2 separate regions of the Zea mays genome follow, and region 1 is linked to region 2. A link is a contact called in public Hi-C data. All regions are on one chromosome and are shown on one strand. The core of a region is the stretch at or near the end of the contact, and the rest is flanking DNA. Distances in the headings are between cores, read along the strand shown. Region 1 holds the start of LOC100191930 (Tetratricopeptide repeat (TPR)-like superfamily protein). Region 2 holds the start of LOC100283256.

The links. A called contact is a pair of places that touch in the nucleus more often than the background predicts.
Region 1: a contact with region 2 is called in a Hi-C map of tassel, with 2.6 times the contacts expected there. The contact joins the promoter of LOC100191930 here to the promoter of LOC100283256 in region 2. A contact is called at or near these places in 3 of 25 Hi-C or Micro-C datasets (ear, leaf and tassel).

Annotation. Positions count from the first base shown.
Region 1 is chr4:165,732,926-165,737,330 of Zm-B73-REFERENCE-NAM-5.0, reverse strand. It overlaps LOC100191930 (Tetratricopeptide repeat (TPR)-like superfamily protein), which reads left to right and starts at 2,950. Exons shown (of 3, transcript NM_001137354.1): 1 at 2,950-3,358; 2 at 3,647-4,405. The coding sequence starts at 3,719.
Region 2 is chr4:165,509,172-165,513,511 of Zm-B73-REFERENCE-NAM-5.0, reverse strand. LOC100283256 reads left to right here and starts at 1,258. Exons shown (of 4, transcript NM_001156158.2): 1 at 1,258-1,536; 2 at 4,274-4,340. The coding sequence starts at 1,353.

The sequences.
Region 1 (4,405 bases), core at 1,701-4,200, 220 kb before region 2:
AAATTTAGTCACTAAAACTAAGCAGGGTACCTCAGTGATTATTTTAGTCACCTGATAAAGGAAGCAAACGCGGCCTAGATAGCATACATATCTCTATGACTCTATTTCCCTCGAAACAACGGCAATAAACCCGTACCGTCCGGTTGTCGTGACCCACGCCGGCCGACGGAGCCCCGTATCACGCGCGGCGTCGCTCGATAATTCGTCACGCCGGTCGGCTGTACATACCTGCGCAAGATCACAGCCACTGGCCAACCACCGTACATGCCAACGTCTCTCAGGCAGATTCACATGATGACACGATCGTAGGACGGTGCTCGTGTCCGTGGTGCGACCATGGGTCCACCTCGTCGCGTCGCGGATGGGACTGATCACCGATGCGATGCGGTTCACGCGCATCTCGGAATGCAGCCAGCCAGGCAGCCAGCGAGGAAAATGGAGAGAAAAGTTCGGGGGGGTCGATCGAGCTCGCCGGCCGGCCGGTCGGCGGTCGTTGGCGAGCAACTCTAGCTCGCCTACTCTGAAGTTGCCATCCTTGTCCTCCTCGCGCGCCGGCGCCGCGACTGCGACCAGTGTGTTTTATACTCTGGAGTAATTGTTGATATATACACAGTGTAATCGCAGCATGACAACCTTCGTTTCCGCCGTCCCGTCGCTTTCGCGCCAACCGATCGTCCACTCTGGCCAGCTGCCGCCCGCCGCGCTGCACCTTCTTTTTTTTTCATACTGACTGACAACCGGACGAACGAGAGAGAGAAAAAAACAGCGAGCAAATCCAGCCACCTGCTGCTGGCCTGGCCTTTCTTGAGAGGACCCCCTCAAAAAAAAAAAAGAGAGAAAACAGCTCTACAAGAAAGGATCTCGCCGAATCATATTTATTTCCAGCACAGACTCGTACGGTAATGCGCTACACACTGCCACCTACGTTTCGGAACTCCCGTGAGCTTGGCTGTACAAGTTGGTTCGTTGTAGCTAGCTAGCTAGCTGCAAACTGTCTGGCCTGGCGTGCCGCCGGGCGCGTCGTGCCAGTGGTGCGCCGGCAATAGAGCGCGACGCTGCATTGCTGTGCACTCCTCTGGCCACCTATAAACCACAGCCTAGGTGTGCACTTGACTTCTCACCCTCCTCCACAGCTCTCTTTTTTCTATAAGACATGCGAGCTTAGGTGTCTGATCGGGAGAGATGAGGCGTCCAATCTAACGAGAAATGTCATGCGCAGAAAGCACACACGCATGACCGCATCGCTTTACCAACCGTGCACCCGAGTTTTTTCTTTAAAAAAAACCAGGAAGAGAGAAACATAGCGTGCAGGGGCATGTTGCTATGTTAGTAAGCAGAACAATAATATCCATTTCTCCCGTGTCGCTGCGGATTTTTTTTTATGATGAAATCGTTACACTCGTGTTGCTAACATTACTCGGTAAAGCTTATAGAATATTAGATCAATTTATATAAAAGAAAATATGACCACCAAACAGAGATAGCATGTCATGTATGTTGATATACTGAAAATAATAGTTTGCACTTAATGGTAGATGATGATGTTGCACTTATTGGAGGGTGATGCATGTGGCACTTATTAACAAGATATGATATGTGAATATAGCTTGCATGCAGCTTTTCTAAAAGACATGGATATAGATGTAAGTAGATTCAGAGTTGGACAGCAGCATAAATAAGCAATGAAGTATTTTTCAGGTGACTAACAAATGGTGCCTCGTGATTATAACAAATCATGCCTCGTGGATGTAACATATAAAAAAACAAAGTGACAATTTGTGAGACAAAAGGAAATAAAAATGATACGGTAAGAACTAGATTCAAGGATAGAGACCAAAAGTAAAGTAGGTTGGTAGGCTATCATCGTCCTAAGTAAACATATATATGATGGACTTTTCAGACTTAGGGTATGTTTGATTCAGCTTTATAAGACGGATTTTGCCGTGGTTCCAGAAACCGATGAATAATATAATTTGTGTTCGGTGGGAGATGCTAGCGCAGACTCACTCCGAATGGTGAATCGGTGAGACTCGAGCGTAGAGTTTGAGGCAAAGAATTATATTATTTCAGGTTGGCGCTCTAGTCCAGTATAGTACTAGTCGTAATATTACTTGAGAACTGTGTTACAACTGGTGCGTGTGTGGGAAGGAGGGGGCCTTGCCCTTTTATAACACAAGGGTGGGATCTTACGGTGGAGACTTGTATTTACTAGGAGCTTGACCTGTTGACCTTGGTGGCGTAGTCCCCCTTATCGAAGTTGTTGCCCGGACAATGTACCACCACTACCGGCGCCGCTGCATGGTCCTCCCCCACGACGAAACTAGGGAGGATATAAGCGATGCACGCATCCGTAGTGGGAGAGGATGCAGGTGGATGGAGGGAAAATTGCCGCCATTCTTTTTCTGTTTCGAGAGTTAGGGCGTATCTGGTATGGCTCTAGAGCAGAATCGTTGCACTCTAATGGGTCCTCCTTGCGCTACAGTACTAGGAGAGCATACAAGGATCCGCCAGATCTAGCGTGAGGGTGTCGACCCCCACCCCCTTCCTGTGCGCTATAGTGCACATTGGAGTTTGGTAGTTAGGAAAAATTGATATTGGATGATAAATAGATGTAGAAAATGATACTTTATGATTTGGTGGGGGTATAGGGAGAATTTAAAGATAACCTCTGGCTTCTGCTGCGGAGAAGAGAAAAATAGAGGATATAATCGAATTGACTGCATAATGCGGTACATGGAGAAAAATTTACTGAAACGGCCACGGATAGACTAATACCCAGAGTCCCAGACTTTAAATGGGTACTTCCATGCTGAGCTGGAACAATATTCCCCTTCCCGCTCGTGGCTGTGGCTGTGGCTGTGGATGTGGTAGTGTGGTCCGATTACACCGAGGCGCGAGCCATCATTTCTCTAGTCTGCCCCCTGCTCTTCGCGGCTCTGCCGCACTCGTCTTCTCTCTTCCTCTTCTCTCTGTCTCTCCTACCCTCCGTCACCACCTCGTCCCTATGGCAAGCGAGCTTCTCCCAGCCTCTTCCTACCAGACTATCCTCCTGCCGCAACGGACCTGACGGTTTCCCTCCATCTGGCCTCCCTGTCGCGCGAGCTGATCGACCCACGCAAGCGCAATGCCGTCCAGAGGCTAGTTCGAGCTGCTGAGCGCTGATCACGGTGAGGCCACCCAGATCCACCCGACTGCCACCCGGATTTCGCACCTTGCCTTTTCTTCTCTCGTTCACCCAGCTGGCTCGGTCGCTCCTCCCTCTCTAGTGGGCAACTGCCAACTGGGCGACTCGCCGACGCCCCTACGCCAGGTGCTCAGGTCTTCGTCGGGTCTTTTGCCGGCGACGAACACACACCAGGTTTGCGCACCCTTTCTCTTCCATTCCTGCTGTGCGAAACCGAGCACACGACCCTAATTTAAGCTATTTTTGTTCGGATCTGATCTAATTACTAGCGTACGCATGCCTGCCAGCATCGATTCTTTGAGCAAAAGTTAGTGGGTGTACAATTGTACACGCATGCCCTTTACTGGCTCCGCCCCTGGCCTTAGCCAATCTTCCTGTTTTTCCGTTTATTGGTTGTTCGGCTTCAGTTTTGAAGCATTCACATGTCGCCTTAATAATAAAAAAATTCCGTTTTTTTTCCAGGGTATTGTGTAGAGCTATCATCTCCCTCGGTTTCTTGGAAGAACAATTATTTGACATAATTATCACCATAAGATGCCTGGAATTACAGAGGATGGAGTTGTTGCAGAGGAGGTGCCGAACGGGGTGAATTTCTCTCCACAGAACGAAAGTCTGCCTGCCCCAAAGTCGACAGCAGCTTCAACGATGGCGGGTAGCATGCAAAGCGAGGCGCTTGAGATGCATGTTGAGGCCTCCGGTGCTGGGGAACCCTCAATCGAGCAACTCTACAACAACGTATGCGAGATGGAGAGCTCAAGTGAGGGTGGCTCCCCATCACGCGAGAGCTTTGGCTCGGACGGGGAGGAGTCTAGAATTGACTCGGAGCTTCGACATCTTGTTGCTGGGGAGATGGAGGCCATGAAGGTGATTGAGGAGGAAGAGGAGAATGGGAGTGTTGCCAACGTTGTACCCCCTGCTCCTGCTGAGAATGGGACCCCAGTAAAGGAACACTCTTCCAGTTCGTCCAAGAAGTCGAAGAAGGCATCAAAATCACAGCTTGAGTCTGATGCCTCTGTTGGACTCAATGGAAAGGCGTCCACTGAGGAAGGTGAGAGCGAGGTCAGCAAACCGGCAAGCCGAGTTGGCCGACGGCGGAAATCAAATGCCAACCCACAGAGTGGAACAGAAGATGCTGGGCTTGATAACCCAGACCTTGGTCCATTTCTTCTTAAACATGCAAGAGACTTGATTGCCTCAGAAAACCCACGGCGGGCATTGAAA
Region 2 (4,340 bases), core at 9-2,508:
ATGGGTAGGTCTTAAACCCTCGCGTATTCAGTCAAGACCTCCATGGACGGGTCCTTCATCCGAATCTCGCACAAGGGTCTCGAACCTCTATGTCTGACATTCGAACCCTGCAAGGTGGGACCTAGGTCTTCAGGCTAGTAGGCGTCTTTGGTTCCCTCTCTCCGCTCGGGCTTGGGTCCGGTACCGTAACGCGGCTCATTGGCACATGGTCTCCTTCACTCACGTCGCTGCCGTCAACCCGCCGCCTCCTCTCCTTCACTCACGTCGCCACTGTCAACCCCTCTCTTCACGCTGCCATCACCATCCAGGCCCGTTCCTGACTTTTCAGAGACCCAGTGCGAAATCCGATGTGGAGGACCCATCCACACAAATATATAATTATACATATAGTATCGAATATTTGACGTATAAAAACTATTATGCACTGTTTTGATGTTTATAAGATAACAAATGTAAAATATAGCCAAAAACATATACTTGTTATCTGATATCATTAAAAATATTTTCTAATATTTTGTGATATAAAGTCATCGCTTATATTATTGAGATCAATCTCATCCAACAACTTTTTTCGATATATAGAATCACCAAGCCATTTAACCTATCTTGAGTTATTGTTGACCATAAATAGTTCACACAAATATTTCAATTTTAAAAACTTCTCTATGCCGATGCAACCATCATGTGTATAGTAACTAATGCTCTCTATACCAAAATAGAATTCGTTTTGCTTCTTTAGAGGATTCATCATCATCTAGTTGAATATAAACATAAAAATCAAGAGCTAAAATAAATACTATTTTGAAACAGATGGAGTATTCGATAAGTAATTGAGATATTAGTTTAACAATCTAAACGAGACTGGTCGATAGTGCATCGCTCTTTGTGTATTTGTGTCTAGAATAGATAGGTTTAATAGGAAAAAAGTGCTATCGTCTAGTGGCTAGAGGGTCCTCTGTTTTTAGGTCCGGTGCGGCCGTATCCTCCGCACCCCTCAGGTACGGCCCTGTCACGATCGACCCCTTTTCTTCACGGGATTCGTAGCGTTAGAATATACTATATACTAGTGATAACCCACGAGTTTGTTTCTGCAAATATTTGTCGATTCCAAATGGAATAAAATCTATGTTAGGCTAGTCCCTCGCAAAATAAAAGGAAGAAGATTTGGGTCTCGCCGTCTCGGGGGCTCCAGGCGGCTTTGCTTGGTTGATGCCAGCGTAGACCTAGCAAAACGAGGGGATTACACGTTTTGCCGATAATAGGTCGGCTGCCTTCTGTCACTCTCCCCTCTGCTCAAAATTTCCCCCAAAACTTCTCCTCTTGAGGAAGGCAGCCCAAGCGAGCGCGCTGCAATGGCGGACTCGTCGGCGCCGACGAGAGTGATGATGGCGGTGAACGAGTCGTCGCTCAAGGGGTACCCGCACCCCTCCATCAGCTGTCGCACCGCCTTCGACTGGACGCTCTCCAAGCTCGTCCGCTCCAACCCTGGGGGCTTCCACTTCCTCTTCGTCCACGTTCAGGTCCCCGACGAGGACGGTAAGTACACTCGCTTGCCCGGTGCCCCTGTGACTTGCTCGCTATTTATCCGCGCGCGTGCTACTCAGCGAAATCACGCGAAATGTGTGGTTTCTCCCTCCATTCACGCGTTCGCGTTGGTACATGGTACCGACTAAGTATGTGATTTGGGTATGCCGTATGCGGTGTATGCCTCTATGCGTGCTGTGTGGAACTGTGGATACTAGCTCTCCCCCGTGCACGGGTAGCCACGCACTGATAGTATTGGTTAATGTTGTCCTTACTGCGACCTCACTGTTTATGTAGATTAATCCGCGAAAATTTGCAGCTTTTTTTCTCAAAAAGATCACTTGCTCCAACAATTACAAAAATAATATTAAGATTGACGAAATTGCAGAAATTATATCCAACTGCCAGGCCATATGTCAACGAAATTGCAGAAATTATAATTAACTGCCAGGCCATATGTCAACGAAATTGCAGAAATTATAATTAACTGCCAGGCCATATGACAAAAAATTCCACAATAGACACGGCTAGAACAAGAAATTCAGTAATAGCAATGATTATTTTGGTAAATGCCGTGTCAAAACCATTTTTTCAAAAAAAGCAGCACCTGTGCATGATAGTTTTGGTTCCATCTTCTGATGTGCTGAGCCATTGTATTCGCTCACAGTCACAGCATCCAATTTTTCTGCGTGCTCACAGCATCCAACTTGTTCTGTTCCGACTATGTTGTGTTGGTTACTGTTAGGTGGCCTGGCATCTGGAATTCTGGATTTGGCATACCTTGATCAGAATTGTTGGCTGCTGCATTGAATATCTCATCTTTTGTGGCTAATTGCATCATTTGTTTTTTCAGAAAGTTAGAGATAAAAAAAAGATCAGCAAATTGCTTCTGACGATTTACTTGATCCTAAATGGCCTGGCTCAATTCTGGTGTATCAGAAGTTGTATACTTGTATGGTTGTAGAGTTTCTCTACTCGAAATGATGTATGCAGGACTAGCCTGTTGGTTGAAATAAAATGGAAACAAAATGCCCCTCAGTTAATTTCTAGGCAAGCAATCTTATAATTTCTACTTTGACAAAAATGTGGACTTCTTGTACTGGTATTTTTTTGGGTAAGGATGACATTTTGACAACGAGGGCTTTTAATATGTGGAAGTTTATGTTACTTCGAATCAATACTTTGTATCACAACCATTCATGTAGGAAAATGTTTAATGGTACTTCAAATGCGACTCTTTTTTTTTTTCTCAAACACACAAGAGAGCTATACATCATTATATTAAGCAGAGGAGGACTACTCATACAACCCCTGAAGGGGCAAACACCACACTAGAATTTGCCACACACACTCTAGTACGTGACCAACACCAAGGAGGGGCATCATGGCCATAAACTACAGAGCTGTGTGGCTCCCACCATACAGCAAAGTTTAGCTTTTTCTTTTACATTTCTCACGATGCTATGAAAACTAGGTGAGGTTCCCTCAAACACACATGCATTTCTATGTTTCCAGATCCACCAAGCCACTAAAACTACCTACGAGTAACAGATTGAAGCCCTTACGAGATTGCTTAGGTACCTGTTGTGCGGCCTGACACCACCATTCAGTAAAAAGGTTGTCCCTTAAGCCTGGAGCATACTGCTGCAGCCCAACCAACTGTGGAACAGAGTACCACACAAATACGACTCTTTCATACAGGAATGTGGTATAGTTTTTGTGATCAGATAGGTAGTATCATGCTACTGTTTGTGCTCATGTGCATTTGTTCCTCATCTCCAATTGCATTAGTAATGCCCTTACAACAGGCTTCCATCCTGATTTCTTTTTACCTCTTTCAGACCATCCCTTTGTCATCAAATCACATGATTATTGTTCAGCTTGGGTTTCAATAACCTAACAACTTACACCTATTTTTTTAGACATTGTCTACCATATCACTTTGCTCTTTTTCTTCTCTCAAGAATTTTGTTAGCAACTCTTTTACTGGTGTCTGGCCTTCTGAGAATGTTACTGTGGCAGCAGCATTTGCCTCTTGTACCATATTTTCTTGTACTATGTTTTCATCCCATTTTGAGCTTAATGGTTCCGTGTCAAAAAAAAGTCCTGTTAGGATTTTTTAGGGGGATCACAATGCAGTTTAGCTGATACAAGAAATTGAACAGAGGATTTGTGCATCATGGATGTTTATATGGCAATTCTCTCGGTGCCTTAATTTGTTTGCTTTGTTTGTTCTCATATATTTCCTTTTTCTGTTGCTTTACCATCTGCGCTAGCCTGCAAGATGAAGAAAATCAGTGATGGTCTGAAAGAGCAAAGTGGGGTACTGGACAACATTACGCCAAACTTAGGGGCATTTTGTTGTAACGCCAAACTTAGTTAGTAACGCCAAACTTAGCTAGTTTGGCGTTGTACTGGACAACATTATTCTTCTACTACATAACTACTAACTTAGAGATCTTCCATTGGGCTCCTGGTCTTCTTTTGCAGTAGTTCAGAACTCAGTTAATTATTAATACAATAAACTTTGGTAACCTTTCATGTTTTTTTTCCAGTGTCCAGTGTCTGTGTATGTACTGAAAAAATATTTCTGGAACATGCATTAATTAATGCTTATAGGTTTTCAAACATTTCCCCAGTTTATCTTTCTGTACAATGGATAAATATTGGATGCTCGCTTGAAACTTTAATGCATCACTATTTTGTGTCTTAATATAAGACGATTTTTTGTTTTGATGCCAATTGAAAGGATTTGATGACATGGATAGCATCTATGCTTCGCCGGAGGACTTTCACCAAATGAAGCAGAGAGACAA